Regions from separate parts of the Sus scrofa genome. Here region 2 is linked to region 1. The links are chromatin contacts, called in public Hi-C maps. All regions are on one chromosome and are shown on one strand. The core of a region is the stretch at or near the end of the contact, and the rest is flanking DNA. Distances in the headings are between cores, read along the strand shown. Region 1 holds the start of GEMIN2 (gem-associated protein 2). Region 2 holds the start of TRAPPC6B (trafficking protein particle complex subunit 6B).

The links. A called contact is a pair of places that touch in the nucleus more often than the background predicts.
Region 2: a contact with region 1 is called in a Hi-C map of skeletal muscle, with 3 times the contacts expected there. The contact joins the promoter of TRAPPC6B here to the promoter of GEMIN2 in region 1. A contact is called at or near these places in 2 of 5 promoter capture datasets (fetal liver and liver), 11 of 47 Hi-C or Micro-C datasets (blood, embryonic fibroblasts, heart right ventricle and 5 more) and 2 of 2 datasets of contacts at active chromatin or transcription factors (alveolar macrophages and skeletal muscle).

What each region holds. Positions count from the first base shown.
Region 1 is chr1:169,671,518-169,679,336 of Sscrofa11.1, forward strand. It overlaps GEMIN2 (gem-associated protein 2), which reads left to right and starts at 4,635. Exons shown (of 10, transcript XM_003121777.5): 1 at 4,635-4,819; 2 at 5,189-5,273; 3 at 7,336-7,425; 4 at 7,703-7,762. The coding sequence starts at 4,650. LOC100627270 (a long non-coding RNA gene) reads right to left here and starts at 4,610. Exons shown (of 3, transcript XR_002346575.1): 1 at 4,528-4,610; 2 at 4,025-4,271.
Region 2 is chr1:169,718,058-169,725,876 of Sscrofa11.1, forward strand. TRAPPC6B (trafficking protein particle complex subunit 6B) reads right to left here and starts at 4,725. Exons shown (of 6, transcript XM_013993366.2): 1 at 4,329-4,725; 2 at 586-653. The coding sequence starts at 4,409. PNN (pinin, desmosome associated protein) reads left to right here and starts at 7,592. Exons shown (of 9, transcript NM_001244231.1): 1 at 7,592-7,781. The coding sequence starts at 7,669.

The DNA.
Region 1 (7,819 bases), core at 3,385-5,884:
CAATTAGGACCCGCACCACCCTGCCCGGCCTCAATGCAGAAGCCTGCCGGACACACACAGCTGGTGCTGCCTCTGCCTTGTGAACGCGAGGGGGAGGAGCGGGGCCAGAGGAGGGGAGAGTAGAGGGGACCATCCTGGGGGCAGGGCGACCGAGCCTGGGAACTGCTGGGAAGGGTGCGGGACCCCGCAGAGCAGAGCACGGGTGGCGGGGGGGAAGGAGCCGGAGGGGCGTGGCTACAGTGACGAACTTGACAGCGGTCCACAGCAGGGGCGGGAGACCCGCGCGGATCTGGAGCGCTAGGGTGGGGCCACGGCGGATCATACTCCCCGCGGGCCGCAAGAAGGTAGGAAGTTCTGCGGCCAGACTCCTCAGCTCGCTGAGAGAAATGGAGGTATCCTGTAGGACACGCTCTCCTCTAGGTGCCTGGTTGATTCCAAGAACCACAAGACACATCTCCACTGAAAAAACAAAGTGAGAAGTTTGTACTTTCCCCTTGGTACAGCAAATATTTACTGCACATCCGTCTACTTTGTGCCAGGCACAGTAGTGATATCAGGCCAAAATCTCTGGTCTGCAAGGATTTACATACTATTTATATACTACTTCGGTATTCCTAGTTTACCTCTTTTCTTCCACAGTGCGTGCCCCCTCTCCCGCCCCCACTACACACACACTACAATCTTTGGTTGATTAAACTTGATGTGTTTTCTGCTTCTCTTTCCGAGAAAAACACTGGGAAAAATACGACAAACAGAAACAGGTTGGAAAGACATTTGAGTTTGGCTGTGTCAGGCAACCCCCCTCCTTCAGTGACAGGTTCCTCACAGAATTAACTCCAGATACCACAACACCTGAAATCCTGCAAAGCTTAGCCCTATAAGCATTTTACAGAATAGAGAAAAAGATGAATTTTTTGTTCTTCAAAGTGTATATTCACAAGAAATAAGATATGCAGCAAACATATATTTTCTTTCTCTAAACTTGTTTTTTATGGTGGAAGAGAATGAGTTTGCTTGTCAAATTTTAATACCATCCTGAAGTGTAAATGGGAATCCAAACCAAAATTCTGTATAGGCCTGAAAAATAAGTGGTCTCAGGGTGCCACCCTACTTAATAAGGATTTTTGACTGAAAATGCAGCAAGTAAATAGCTGTGGACAATGATATAATGGCAGAATAAGATATTTGCAAAAAGAAGTAAGATCTAAGAATGAGGAGGGTAAATAGACATAGATGAGAGGATCCATAGGGGTCCTGGAATTCAATGAGGATAAACCAAAGTAGAGCACCTTTGGTAATTTCATTAATTTCATGATCCCCAGAAATGTATCTTTGCTATCCAGCTCAATGAAGCCTAAGAAGTCTTAAGGCCTATATTTGAAAGAGTGGCTTTTGTTTCAAATTGCAATGAAATAAATGTTAGGATTGGGAGTTCCCATCGTGGCACAGTGGTTAACAAATCTGACTAGGAACCACGAGGTTGCAGGTTCGATCCCTGGCCTTGCTCAGTGGGTTAAGGATCCGGCATTGCCATGAGCTGTGGTGTAGGTTGCAGACGTGGTTCGGATCTGGCATTGCTGTGGCTCTGGCGTAGGCCGGTGGCTACATCTCCGATTAGACCCCTAGCCTGGGAATTCTCCATATGCCGTGGGAGTGGCCCTAGAAAAGGCAAAAAGACAAAAAAAAAAAAAAAAAAAGAAAAATAAATTGTTTGATATAAGGTCAAAGAGACCTCCCATCTGGAACTTTCATTTGGAACTATGGATTGTTAAACCATCATTTGAAATGGTGTCATCAACCGAAATGTTTACTTCACATTAGGATTTTAACTCTGAAGATTTGTATATAAAAACAAACAAACAAATGTTAGGATTGATTGGTAACAAATTCATTTATATCTGTCTTTGTATACTTTAAAGTGAATGAGTTTAAGCATTTAACCCTTGGATGTATCACCAGGACCCGCTGGACCCAACTTTAATTTTCTGAGGTTTTCTCTTTTGGGAGTTATATTTGTAAGGATTCATCTTTCATGACTTTTATTCTTTCTTAAAGGTCTTCCAGAGAACAAAGAGAAAAGTTATTTTTTAAAAAAAGAATAAAACTTATTTGATTTGCAATTGTCATATGGGTCCACTGGACTCTTATAAATCTAGGATACATCATGGAATCTTACTAATCTTATTTTTCCTGTTCTTGAAACATTCTACTTCATCATTATTTCACCATTACTCACCAATTGTTCCAAATTATGCTTTAAAATATCTAAAATAATAAGAAAATAGAAAAAGAATAAAATTACCCAAGATAATAGAACCTTCAAAACCAGCAAAATATGGAATAAAAATTGGAGTTTTCTATGTTTAGATACTTATTTGAATTTCCAATAAAGTTGTATTTCATTATCCCTTTACTTTTTTATAACAGCTTTATTGAATATTCCTTTACTCTGCATATGAATTATTCATGAAGTGACTTAAATTTATAAAAATTTAAAAGGATCCACTGGACCCAGATGGTAAATGATAAAGGCTATTTTTTCTTCTTTTTTTTTTTTCCTGATATGTTGAAAGCTAAGAGGTTTCGATCTGAGGAAGAGCAGAGAGAAAATGGAAAATTTCTTGAGCTCCGGAGAAAAGAGTCAAACTGAATTGGAGAAAGGGAGAATCTCCAGAAATAATCTTTACCAGCTTTCTAACTTAATCTATAGACATTCCTGGATTTGATATCAGTCTGTGAATCTGAAGGAAGCTTGTTAAACATTTACCAACATGCAACTAATTATAACTGTTTGCTTTTAGTTATACCCGTTGTGCCGGTATTGGTACAAAATGAATGTTCCCGAAATATTCATGAGTTGGGCATGAAAACCTAGACAGTTATATTATCATCATTTTTATATATTTAGATTGGGAGTAAAAATGTAAAATCTGACATAAGTCCCCACCACCACCACCAAAAAAAAGTCTTTTTTAAAAGTAAATTACTCCTGGAGTTTCCGTCGTGGCGCAGTGGTTAACGAATCCGACTAGGAACCGTGAGTTGCCGGGTGAATCCCTGGCCTTGCTCAGTGGGTTAAGGATCTAGTGTTGCCCTGAGCTGTGGTGTAGGTTGCAGACGCGACTCCGATACCGCGTTGCTGTGGCTCTGGCGTAGGCCGGCGGCTATAGCTCCAACTAGACCCCTAGCCTGGGAACCTCCATATGCCGCGGGAGCGGCCCAAGAAATGGCAAAAAAAAAAAAAAAAAAAAAAAAAAAAAAAAAACCAAATTACTCCTATGATCATTATTTCTTCAGACTGGCATTTTTTACAATGCCAGAGAATATTAAAAAGAGAGAGAGAGAAAGAGGTCCTGTGGTCAAAAACACCAGTAAAATTATGTACAATAGGTATCTTGACTTGTCAAGAGTTTTAATATGCTAATATTCATTGTGAATCTTTAAGAGTGGCATTTGCATACATTTCCCAAAGATATTTGACCTTGGAACTTTTTTCCAGGGACCATCTGGGGGCAAGTATTCTGAACATTATTCAGTCATTAATTAATCACTTGTTAATGTGTAACAGCCAGTATTTTCCTTCCTACTTTTGAACCCACAGAGATTTCCAAATTGGAGATTCCAGCAGTAGGTAAAATATGGTAACACAAATTTCTGGGAATTTTACATGGTCACCACTAGATGGCGGTTTCACCTCTACTTTTTCTTTTTTGTTTACTCTATAAACGAGGCACTTATTTTTTCTAACGTGGATTCTCTTCCATTTGTTCAGATGGTGACATTATAAAGCACTGGCCAACTATTTTTGAACTACTCACTAGAAAAAGTAATATTCAGCATCATATATGTTCTACTCTGCATGCCCTAAGACTACAATAATATCAGGTATAGTTAATAAAGCTAATTAATAAATTACACATTAGAGTTAATAGAATTCCAAACTCAAATAGACCTTAATGATAATTTGGTCCAATCCCTGTAAATAACAAATGAACGTGAGCATAAGAGTTTAAGTAGCACATACCAGGTCAAGGTGCTGATGGCCATTTAAAATTACAACACGGTTGATTTCATGCCTGTCTTTTCTTCTTTAAATGCTGACAAGACTTGTCACTAAAACTGCTAGCTTTTGTTCAAACAGCAATTGCTTCTATTCCATGGAAGAGTTCCCCTGTGGGGCAGCTGGTTAAAACTCCTACGTTGTCACTGCAGCGGCTTGGGTCACATCTGTGGCGCTTGTTCAATCCCTGGCAGGGGAGCATGCCACAGGCCTAGCCAAGAAAAGAAAGAAGAAATGCATGTGATGTGTCTACCAGAGACTTAAGAATTTAGAGCTCAACAAGTGATAATTACAGTAATCTGCTCATTAATTTAAAAACATTTAAAGTTCCCTCACTACTGTGGATGCATAAAATAATCTTCAGTATTTACTTAGGAGAGTAAAGAAGGAACCCCCCTTAAACACTTCAGAACCACTAGTACCAGGAACTAAATTCCTGGTCTTCATTATTCCACCCGAGCCTTAACCTTAGGACAACCAGCGAGTTAGCTCATGCGCAGCTTCGCCCCCTAAACCCAGCCTCTTGCCCATCTCCGCGCCAAAGGCGCCCGCCCACTTGTGCGCCTGCGCTGTGACCTAGACTTGGCGCATGCGCCGGGCAGGACGGGCCGGATTGAAAACTATGGCGTGGGTACCTGCAGAGGCTGCGGTGGAAGAGTTGATGCCCCAGCTGTTGCCAGTGGAGCCCTGCGACTTGACAGAAGGTTTCGATCCCAGCGTACCTCCGAGGACTCCTCAGGAATACCTGAGGCGGGTCCAGTGAGTGATTAGACCCTGTGCGGTGGGCTGGTGGTTCTCCCTGCGCACAGCGCCCAGTGCCTCGCCCCACCACCAAATTTGATAAAGCCCTGTCTCTGATCCCGTCTCCAGTTTAGGACCGGATCAAGATCCCTTCATTGCATCTATGAACTTAATTTTGCTAAACGTGATTACTCGTGAGAAGATAACGTGAACTTAAATTTCTTTGCTTTCAGTCCAGATAATTTCAGAAATATATCGTTTAGTACCTCAATTGCAATTCTGAACTTTTTTTTTCTGATTTTGTAATGAACTGTAGAAGTGGATCGCTTGTTTTAATGCGCATGAACAACAGTAATCACGTTTCTTGCATTTATTATTTGTTTGTAGGATCGAAGCAGCTCAATGTCCAGATGTTGTGGTAGCTCAAATTGACCCAAAGAAGTTGAAAAGGAAGCAAAGTGTAAATGTTTCTGTGAGTTTTATTACCCGTCAGGGGATTTCCCACTCCCAACTACAAATTAAAAGACCAAGGCTCTTAGTATAGTATCAGATAGTATCAGGCAGTATCAGTTAAGATTTGACTACTCTGTAGTAAGTTAGTAAATTAGACATTTGCTTGTACTTTGTCCCCTAAAAGGACAGATTCCATTTACTGCTTCCATAGAGGCTTTTGGTAACCCTAGCATTCATGGAGATTTGCTCATAATACTTTAAGAAGATGATCAAATCCTAAAGGAGGCTTTAAATAAGTTACTTACGCTATCCTTTATTTTTAAGGTATCTTTTTGCACTTCTTCATAATTATTATTGGGCTGATATTTAACTTTAATGTAGTTTGCATGTTCTGAATTTGACTGGCTTTTGTTTTTTAAAAATTTGAAATCAAAATATCTTACACTTTTCTAGGTATTTTGCCACTGTAAACCTTTTCATTTGTTTATCCAGCACACTTTTTACAAAGCAACTCTGTTGTGCTAGACACTGGAAATACAACAGAGGATGAAACAAAAAATATGTCCCTACCCTTGTAGAGTTTACATTCTCCTGAGAAAGAAGAAAAGCAAACAATTTAATTGCGTATTTTGACTCTTGCTGTGAAGAAAGTTAACATAATGACCAATAAGTAACAGGGATTAGCAGCAGAAGGTCTCCTTAAGGAGGTGCTATTTAACCCACAGTGGAAGGAGAGGATTCAATTTGTTTTTAAATTGTAATAATTCCTTTTCCTTTTATGTTCTAAGTAATTCCTTTATCTCATGTTTATAATCAGGAGATTTTAATTCAGACACTATAGTTTTCATGTAATTCCTTTTCAGAAGTTTTTAGTTGCTGGAAGATGATACCTTATATATCTGGCTTTTAAAAAATGACCATACTAGGAGTTCCCATTGTGGCTCAGTGGTAACAGACCTGACTAGGAGGTCATGGGTTCAATCCCTGACCTAGCTCAGTGGGTTAAAGGATCTGGCATTGCTGTGAGTTGTGGTCTATGTCACATATGTGGCTTGGATTCAGCATTGCTGTGCCTGTGGGGTAGGCCAGCAGCTACAGCTCCAGTTTGACCCCTAACATGGGACCTTCCATATGCCATGGATGCAGGCCTAAAAAGACAAAAAAAAAAAAAAAAAAAAAAAAAAGACCATACTAAGTTTTATTTCAAGGCAATATGTGATCATTTATCACCTATGTGCTATTTTGGGAAACAGAAGTAGACCTTGTAAAGTCAAAAGTCTTAAATTACTTGAGTACATTCTACTCATACCAAGATTCTTTTTTTGGAATATATCTCTCTTTTTGTTTCAGACTGTTTTGCTGTTATAGAAAAGTAGGGCTAGATTATATCTTCAGGGCTCGTATGATTTGTTTTTTTTTTTTTTTTTTTTTTTTTGTCTGTTTTAGGGCTGCACCCGCAGCATATAGAGGTTCCCAGGCTAGGGGTCCAATCGGAGCTGTAGTTGCCAGCCTTTGCCACAGCCACAGTAGAAAGTAGTATTCCTACTTTTATTAGCTCAGACATAATTTTAAGCTCTTTAGTAGATATGTTATTGATGGACTAGTAGATAAAAGAGGGTGTTGGGGGAGGCTAGGGGTCCAATCAGAGCTGTAGTTGCCAACCTACACCACAGCTCACGGCAATGCTGGATCCTTAACCCACTGTGCAAGGCCAGGGATCAAACCCACAAGCTCATGGATGCTCGTCAGGTTCATTAACCACTGAGCCACGACTGGAACTCTTGGATTTCTTAATACATATAATATATACATAAATATATAAACTATAAGCCATTCCATATTGCTCTTACTAAAGTGATCATATAAGGGGTCTTTTCCTAATGTCTTATGTCTCAGACATAAATAGTAAAGAGAATTCCCTTTTTTACATCTGAAAAAAAATTTATAGAAATTTATTTCTTGTGTAGTCTTATTTGCTTTATTATTCATTTTTCGTCTTGATTCTGCTTTTACTTTGCAGAAGCATGAGATTCTAGTTATAACACTAACATTGATTCTGACATTTATGAACTGATCTCTAGCTTTCAGGATGCCAACCTGCGCCTGAAGGATATTCCCCTACACTTCAGTGGCAACAACAACAGGTGGCACAGTTTTCAACTGTTCGGCAGGTAAGTGTACTTTCATCATTTAATCAATTTAAACCCCTCTCTCCCTTCCATTTATTTCTATTTTTAGACTGTATTTGGAGAAATACAATTTAGTAGTCTACTGTATAAATATAAAAATATTTATGAATTAATTACCAAATTATTGTTATAATCATTACCATAATATAGTCTGAAACATATTTTCCAAATTTTAGGATTGTTAGATTTTTGTGCACTGGTGATTTCTTTTCAGTTATCCAGTCTCAGAAGATCATTTGTCTACCTTATTTTCCTTTAGAGTGTGAATAGACATAGAAGTCATTGGAAATCACAACAGTTGGATAGTAACGTGACCATGGTAAGTTTCTCTGTTTAGATTGTACAGTGTATAACTATTTGAAATAGTCCATATTGG
Region 2 (7,819 bases), core at 3,475-5,974, 47 kb after region 1:
GTGGATCCCATCTCAGTGGATTCATGTTCTGTTATATATCTGGGACTAAAATTAGTCTAACAGTATATTAGTCTAACAGTAAGTGGCAATTTTAGGTACAATTAGCACATCAAAAAAACAGCATGATCATTGTATTGTTATATAAAATATAGTGAGAGTTCAACTATTCAGATAGTGAGAAAGGAATACTAAAAAGACGACGTATAAACTGGAAGATTATTACATGTATAAACAGAGGCTCTAAGGTATGTGTTTATACAAAATTCCATTTAGGTTAAAGAATCTACTAGACCTTAAGCAGGAAATGGAACAAGAATTTAGGTATGTGTTTCAGCTTACCAAAGTTCTCAAGAAAAAGCCTAACTAAACCATATACCTATTTTTTTCAAACATAAAACATGAAAGTTGGAAAACTGAGTTAAAATAGCATCAGACCTAAACAGAAATTTCCAGTTGTGAATTAAAGAACAGAGAATAAAGAAAATCGGGGAATTAAAGTATCTCAATTTCTATGCAACCTTTTGAAATGGATCATCGTTGTTCATAACCTTCCTAGAAGAAAATTTTCAAATCCATACTGCTCACCTTTCTATCAATCCTTGTCCCACTCGAAACCCCATGTTTTCCAGCTTAGTAATACAGCGTCCATTTTCCTATTTTAAAAAATATTAGTTTTGAATACTTTAGAATACAAAAAAATTTTCAAAAATAGTTTAAAGATATTCAAAAATATTTTTAAAATAATATTCAAAAATAGTTTAAAGGTATTGGCTAAAAATATTAATGTAAATATACCTTTTTTTCAGTGAAACATTGTAAGAAAAAGTGAAATACAAGTCATACTTTTTTTTTTTTTTTTTTCCTGTTTTGGCCACTCCGTGGCATATGGAGTTCCTGGGCCAGGGATTGAATCTGAGCAGAAGCTGCAACCTGTGCCACTTACCCCACTGTGCCAGGCCAGGGTTTAAACCCACGTTACTGCTGCTGCAGAGACACTGTCAATATAGTGGTGCCACAGCGGGAATACCTACAAGTTATACTTGAATTTCCTTAGTACTAATCATTTTCCTAAGGCAGTAAGATAAACAGAACTGTTGACTATTCTTGCTTTTCAGATATGACAAAGCCTCTTCCCAGTTACTCTTCTCACCTGCCCTGCCTTTTTCCATTTTCTACTATTCTCTCCTCAGTTATAAGATTGAGGTCAAGGTACCACCTTTGACTTTTTTCTGTCAGTCCTTCTCTTTGTGGTGTCACTAAATTCTATTATCCCTTGCTTCAAAATGTCTCTTTACATCATCCAAGGTTTCCATTTCTCAGTGTGTCCCTCCTATGCCCGGAGTCATGCAATTGCTTTGCTCTTCCCTTGACAATCTCAACTACTCTTAAGGCTTTAAATATGATCCTATATGGAAGACTCCCCAAATCCTCCAGATGATCTACAAAGCCTATACAATCTAGGCTCCTGGGACTCTCTGGCCTCCACCTTCTACTTTCTTCACTCACTCCATCAGCTCCAGTGATCTCCTTGGTGTCCTTAAACATGCCAGGGAGGCTCCAATTTCAGGGCTCTTGTATAGGCAGCTCTTCCTCCAGATATTCACATGACCACTCCCTCACTTTTAAGTCTTCACTCACACCTCACCATCTCAATAAGGCCCATTTTAACATTTTAAAACTGCAGTATCATTCTACTTCAGAAATTCTCTATACTAGTGATTCTCAAGGTGCATCCCAAGACTAGCAGCATCAGCATCACACGGGAACTTATAAAAATTGCAAATTCTTTAAGCCCACCCCCAATCTATTGAATCAGAAACTGTAGGTGTGGGTCAGTAATCTGGGTTTTAAGAAGCTCTCTAAAAGTGATTATGATGCTCTATCCCATTTCCCAGCTTACTCTGTCTCAAAAGAATTTCTTTCACCATTTAATGTAATACACGTTTTACTCACTGCCAGAGTGTATGAACAAGTAGCCACATCAGAAAGGTTCTACTAGAACTTAATTAAATCAAAAGAAAAAACTGTAGAGACAAGGAGATCAATGATTCCACATAAAAGCTTGAAGATGTAGGAAGATATAAAAAATAATGAAAAGTGTAAATGAATACTGAAAGGATAAATCCATAAAAATGTGTTGTGAGACTTAAAACATATACAGACAGAAGTTCTTGTGATTCACAATGAAGGGAGATGAATATGCACAAAACAAGAAGATAATGAAAATAGTAATAAGACATTGATAACAGTAATCAGTTTAGGAAAGTATTAGTGATTATAAAGTTCAAATTATATTATTAAACTCCCATGTACCTACTCCTCAAAATGAACAAATGTTAGCATTTTGGCAATTAAAAAAAAATTCAGGAGTTCCCATTGTGGCTCGGTGAAAATGAATCTGACTAGGAACCATGATGTTGTGGGTTCCATCCCTGGCCTCGCTCAGTGGGTTAAGGATCTGGCATTGCCGGGAGCTGTGGTGTAGGTTGCAGATGCAGCTTGGATCCTGCATTGCTGTGGCTATGGCGTAGACCAGCAGCCGTAGCTCTGATTCGACCCCTTGCCTGGGAACCTCCATATGCCACAGGTGTAGTCCTAAAGAAAAAAAAAATTCATAGGTTAAAATCCTAACCCCCAGTGTAATAGTATTAGGAGGCAGGATCCTTGGGAGGTGATTCTGTTTTGAGGATGGAGTCCTCAAGTACAGCATTAGTGCCAGAGAGCCAGCTAGCCCCTCTCCATCATGTGAGCACATAGCCAAAACATCCATCTATGAAGCAGGAGGAGGCTTTCACCAGACACTGAATCTGCTCATGCCTTCATCCTGGGCTTCCCAGACTGCATAACTGTGAGAGAAAAATAGCTCTCATTTATAAGCCACCCAGTCTGTGGTATTTTTGTTATAACACTCCCAAGAGACACTGTCCCTCTTGTAGTGTACAAACTGGTCCTAGAGATACCACAAGTTCAATCTGTCCAAAATAATTCATTACCTTCCCCTCTTTTTTCTCCTGTATTACCTTTCCATCCAACACAGCTGTTCAAGCTAAAACTCTGGGGTAATTTTAAAATCGTACTCCTATACCTAACCGAGTCTGAGAGATTCTACCACTTATCTCTCAAACCATTCTCCTCTTCTCTCTTTATCCAGCTCATCATCTCCTGCCTGGACTCCTGCAATAATGGATCTTCTGCAGTACAAGAATATCCCCTCTCCAGCCCAAGTACTGGGTTATCTTTCTGAGATGCAAATGGACCATGTCATTCCCTCCTTAAAAACCCTTCACTGAAAAGGTCCATGTTTTTTATCATACAAGACTCTTTCCAGCTTCAGCTTTTAATATTTCCCTCCACCTATTCAATCCAGTCACAATAAAATGCTTAAGCATATTTAAATATACTACACTTTCATCCCTCTGTGCCTTCACTTTACCTAGATGCTTTTCCTGCCCTCACTTTCTATTCCTCTTTTATCAGTAGCATTATAGAAAGAGCTTCTGACTTGAGCATGACTTTGGACTAGCTCATTTATAAAACCCTACAACTCCATGGTTCCATATCTAATTACTACCCAGTATGTTAATTATTCATTGAATCTCTGTTCCCCAACGATTGGGAGGCAAGGACTATCTTACTTATCTAAAAGCATCAGGCCCACAATACACACTTAATATATTTTCTGAATGAATCAATGAATGAATGAAGATTCCCACACATTAGAAGTAAACTCCAGGAGGTTGGGGCCATTGTTTAGCTCATTATTCTATCCCTAGCCACTACCTCTGACATGTAATGGACACTAAATAAATATTTTTAATTAGTTAAATTGTAACATCTGCAAAGTTTCTTTTGCTTCTGCTTCAAATCTCATTAGCCGTCTCTCTTTGAGTTGCCTAGAGTGTTATTGAGAGTTGGGGAGGGAGGGACAAGATTCTCGGGCTGGGAGAGATCTGTCCAGTAGACGATTAGGAAGTGCTGAAAGTGACAGAATCAAGTAGGAGTGCCGCAATCAGCTGTGCAATTAACTCTGCCGCAAATTGCGGTAGGGACAACACTTGGGTCAAAACTAAGAAAAGCAGTGGCCTGCAATACACAGATGTGGCACTGGACAAAAAAGTACCAAATAGTAGAAGATACGAAAAGGAGACTCGAAGGAAAAATAGAAGACAGCTGACAGGTTCTAGGGCTTAGGATACCTGAAGGTGAACAGTTTGTCTACACTTTGGGAGGCGATGAGTGGCGATGGGTCAGGGGTTGAAAGAAAGAACTGAGTGAAAACAAGGAGCGTCACCGCAAAAGGACCTCGAAGGGCGTGTGGCAGCACTCACCACCTCCCCCTGCTCCGCGGACTTGTACACTCCAGACACCATCTCGTTATGCAGAAGCAAAAACAACGCCTCGTCCGCCATTTCCTGCTTATTCTTCCAAGCACCGACTTTCGGCTCCCGTTTGGGACGGGCTCAGGGGTTCCTGCTAGTGCCTGAGCAGTTTGGCCTGCACGGCCGCTCCTTCAGTCCGCCTCTCGTTCCTCGTTGCTAGGAGACGAGGAATTCAATCAGCTTCCCGAAGACTGTTACTGCAGTGAGCCTGGTTCCGGGGCGAACGCACCCCAGGGCCACCAAGCCCCCGGGCTGAACTAGAGCGTCTGACAGGACCGGGAACCAAAACCGACGAAGATGCGATCCGGCCCCTGGGCGGGGGGCGAAAAAACAACTTCCGGTCCCCTCTACCCCGGCATTCCGCCAACTCTATGGTTACAGTTTCTTCCCGGGGTTGAACTGAGGGCTCCCAGATAGAGGAAGGCTTCTTCCTGTTACTACGTAGTAGGCGGCCGGCGAGGAAGGTGGTAAAGTGAGACTGGAGGAGCTCCTGCTGCCATCTTTGTGTTAGTTATGTTAGAACTGACAAGAGTTTCTACTAGCTTAATCAAAAGTTTTCATTTCTGCCGCATGTTCCTTAATAGGAAAAGTCGTAAAAAGAGTAAGTCATCATTTTGGGGGCTATAAATACTAGATATATTGAGAAATTATTCCTGTCCATTTTGGATTAAGCCTGGATATACAAAAAGATTTAGAAGCCATTAGGAAGTTTACTGGGAGTAGGTACAAGGGACGAGAGGAATGGAGAACGCAAAGAAATGCTAATTTGAATAAGAAAATACAAATTAGGAGTTGCCCTCCTGGCTCAGTGGAAATGAATCTGATTAGTATCCGTGAGGACTCAGGTTAGATCCCTGGCCTCGCTCAGTGGGTTAAGAATCTGGTGTTGCCGTGAGCTATGGTGTATGTTGCAGACACGTCTAGGATCCTGCATTGCTGTAGCTGTGTTGTGGGCTGGAAGCTGTAGCTCCAATTAGACCCCTAGCCTGGGAACCTCCATGTGCCACGGGTGCACCCCTAAAGGCAAAAATATATACATATATGTGTATATATGTGTGTGTGTGTGTATATATATACATATAGGCAGCTTACTAAGGTTGGTTTTTCTCTCTTTTTTTTTTTTGACCGCCCTACAACATACGGATTTCCCTGGCCCTCTGTGCCAGCCCAGGGATCCAGAGTCCTGGCGCTGCTGGGATGCCACGGATCCTGTTGCAGCACAGCGTGAACTCCAAAGTTCATTTCTCAGATCATAATAACATAGTTTTCTTTGGATATTTTGGAGCCTAGACGGGAAACTAATATTTATTGAGCATTTGTAAATGTTGAACATGGCATTCCACTGATGGGCCCCCATAAGTCAGACCATGTTAAACTTTCCAGGATCTTAAAAATAGATCCTATGGAAATAGGAATATATCCTACTTTTTTGGATAACTCTAAAAGCATCTTCCCATGGAAACATTGTTATACTTCGTGATTAAGATCTACTATTACCACATTCTCATGCTTCCTACACAGGATTGTAATAAGAATCAATAAGACTAAGTATGCTTATAATCAGAATCAAATAGTTATCAACACTCATCCGTCTTGGCAGCTCTAATTCTTTTTTTGTATAGCACTTAACCCATTTCTACCATTTTATGTAATTTACTTATGCTTATCGTCTGTCTCCACTCTTCCTGCCACCAAGCTCCTTGAGGGTATATATCTCTATTGTACACTGACTTATCCACAAACCTAGCACATAGCAGTCACTCCATAAATGTTCAATGACTTAATGAAAACATGAATGATATTTGCTCCATGAAAATCCTACAAACTACATGGAAGCAAGAACCACAGCTATCTTGTTCTATGCTTTTTCTTCGAAGCCTAGCTTAACACAGCTTTTAACGACTGTTGGTATGAAGTAAAATGGTAACTCGGGTTAAATACTTTTGGCCTGCTTCGTGCAAGGATGCACTGGCTGATGGATAAAGGATGAGAACACAAAGATTATTCATAACATTGCTTCCGTAGGAAAATGCTTTCTTCCTTTTTTTTTTTTTTTTTTTTTTTTTTTTTTTTTTTTTTTTTTTGCCTTTTCTAGGGCCGCTCCTGCGGCATCTGGAGGTTCCCAGGCTAGGGGTTTAATCGGAGCTGTAGCCACCGGCCTACACCAGAGCCACAGCAACGCGGGATCTGAGCCGGGTCTGCAACCTACACCACAGCTCCCGGCAATGCCAGATCCTTAACCCATTGAGCAAGGGCAGGGATCGAACCCGCAACCTCATGGTTCCTAGTCAGATTCATTAACCACTGCGCCACCACGGGAACTCCCGAAAATGCTTTCTGAGATGCAGTTTTCAAATATATTTCTGGAACAAAACCGGTTCTCAGGTCAGCAATAGGGGTAAAGCAGAACCAGAAGGTGGAGGACACAAACAATAGGGCTACTCTCCCGGACCCTGTCTTAAACCAACGAGCATTAGGCCGGGTGTAGAAGCTAATGCCTGCCTCGCCATCGCTTTTTTCTTGTAGTACATCCTTGCCCAGGGTCTGATCATAGGAAGACCCCAGGCCGGCATGACCTAGGGACAATTACAGTATCTCCAGACTCAACTTCCGTATCAGTAATAACAGAGATTTTATTTAAGCTTTTGGTTTGTGGGGGACAAGGCACATAAAGTGTTTCACGGTGTAGAGAACAAAGTAAATGTTATCTATTACGATTAATAATCTTTCCGTCTTCATTCTTTGCTTTGCGGTGCTCTTTACGGTTTAACCTCATTAAGGGAGCCGACCCGCCCACCCCCTCTCTGGGCATGCGCACCAACAGAATGGCCGCACCCTGTCCTTAGAAAATCATTTACCGGGGAAGATGGGAAAATAGACTCGCTTCCGCTCTACTCTAATGCGATTAGGTGGTAAAATGAAAAAAGGCACGTCATATACGGGTTAAAAGGGCTAGAAAGCTCCGCTCTCCTGGCCAAACGAGCACGGCCGCAAGCGCACGTCTCGGAGGACCTAGGGACTCTCAAACCCGCCCCGACTCTGCGCTAGAAGCGGAGCCCAGCCACCCGCGGCTAACTGGAGAGGGAGACAACCGCCTGGTCGACTTTTCATTGGCCCGGAGTCTCAAGGGCCGGCAGCTTCTCCCCCTTCCGGTTGCTGAATGGTTAAGGCCGAAATACAACTCCTATTGTCATTGGCTGAGGCCAGCTGTCAGTCCTCTCGCGTTTCGCGGCGCGACACAGCCAGGCGCGGCCTGTAGAGCAGTCTCGAAGCCTGCCGCAGGGAGAAGATGGCGGTCGCAGTGAGAACTTTGCAGGAGCAGCTAGAAAAGGCCAAAGAGAGCCTAAAGAACGTAGATGAGAATATTCGCAAGCTCACCGGGCGGGATCCGAATGACGTGAGGTAAAGGGCGGATAGGAAATTGCCGTCTCCGAAATGCA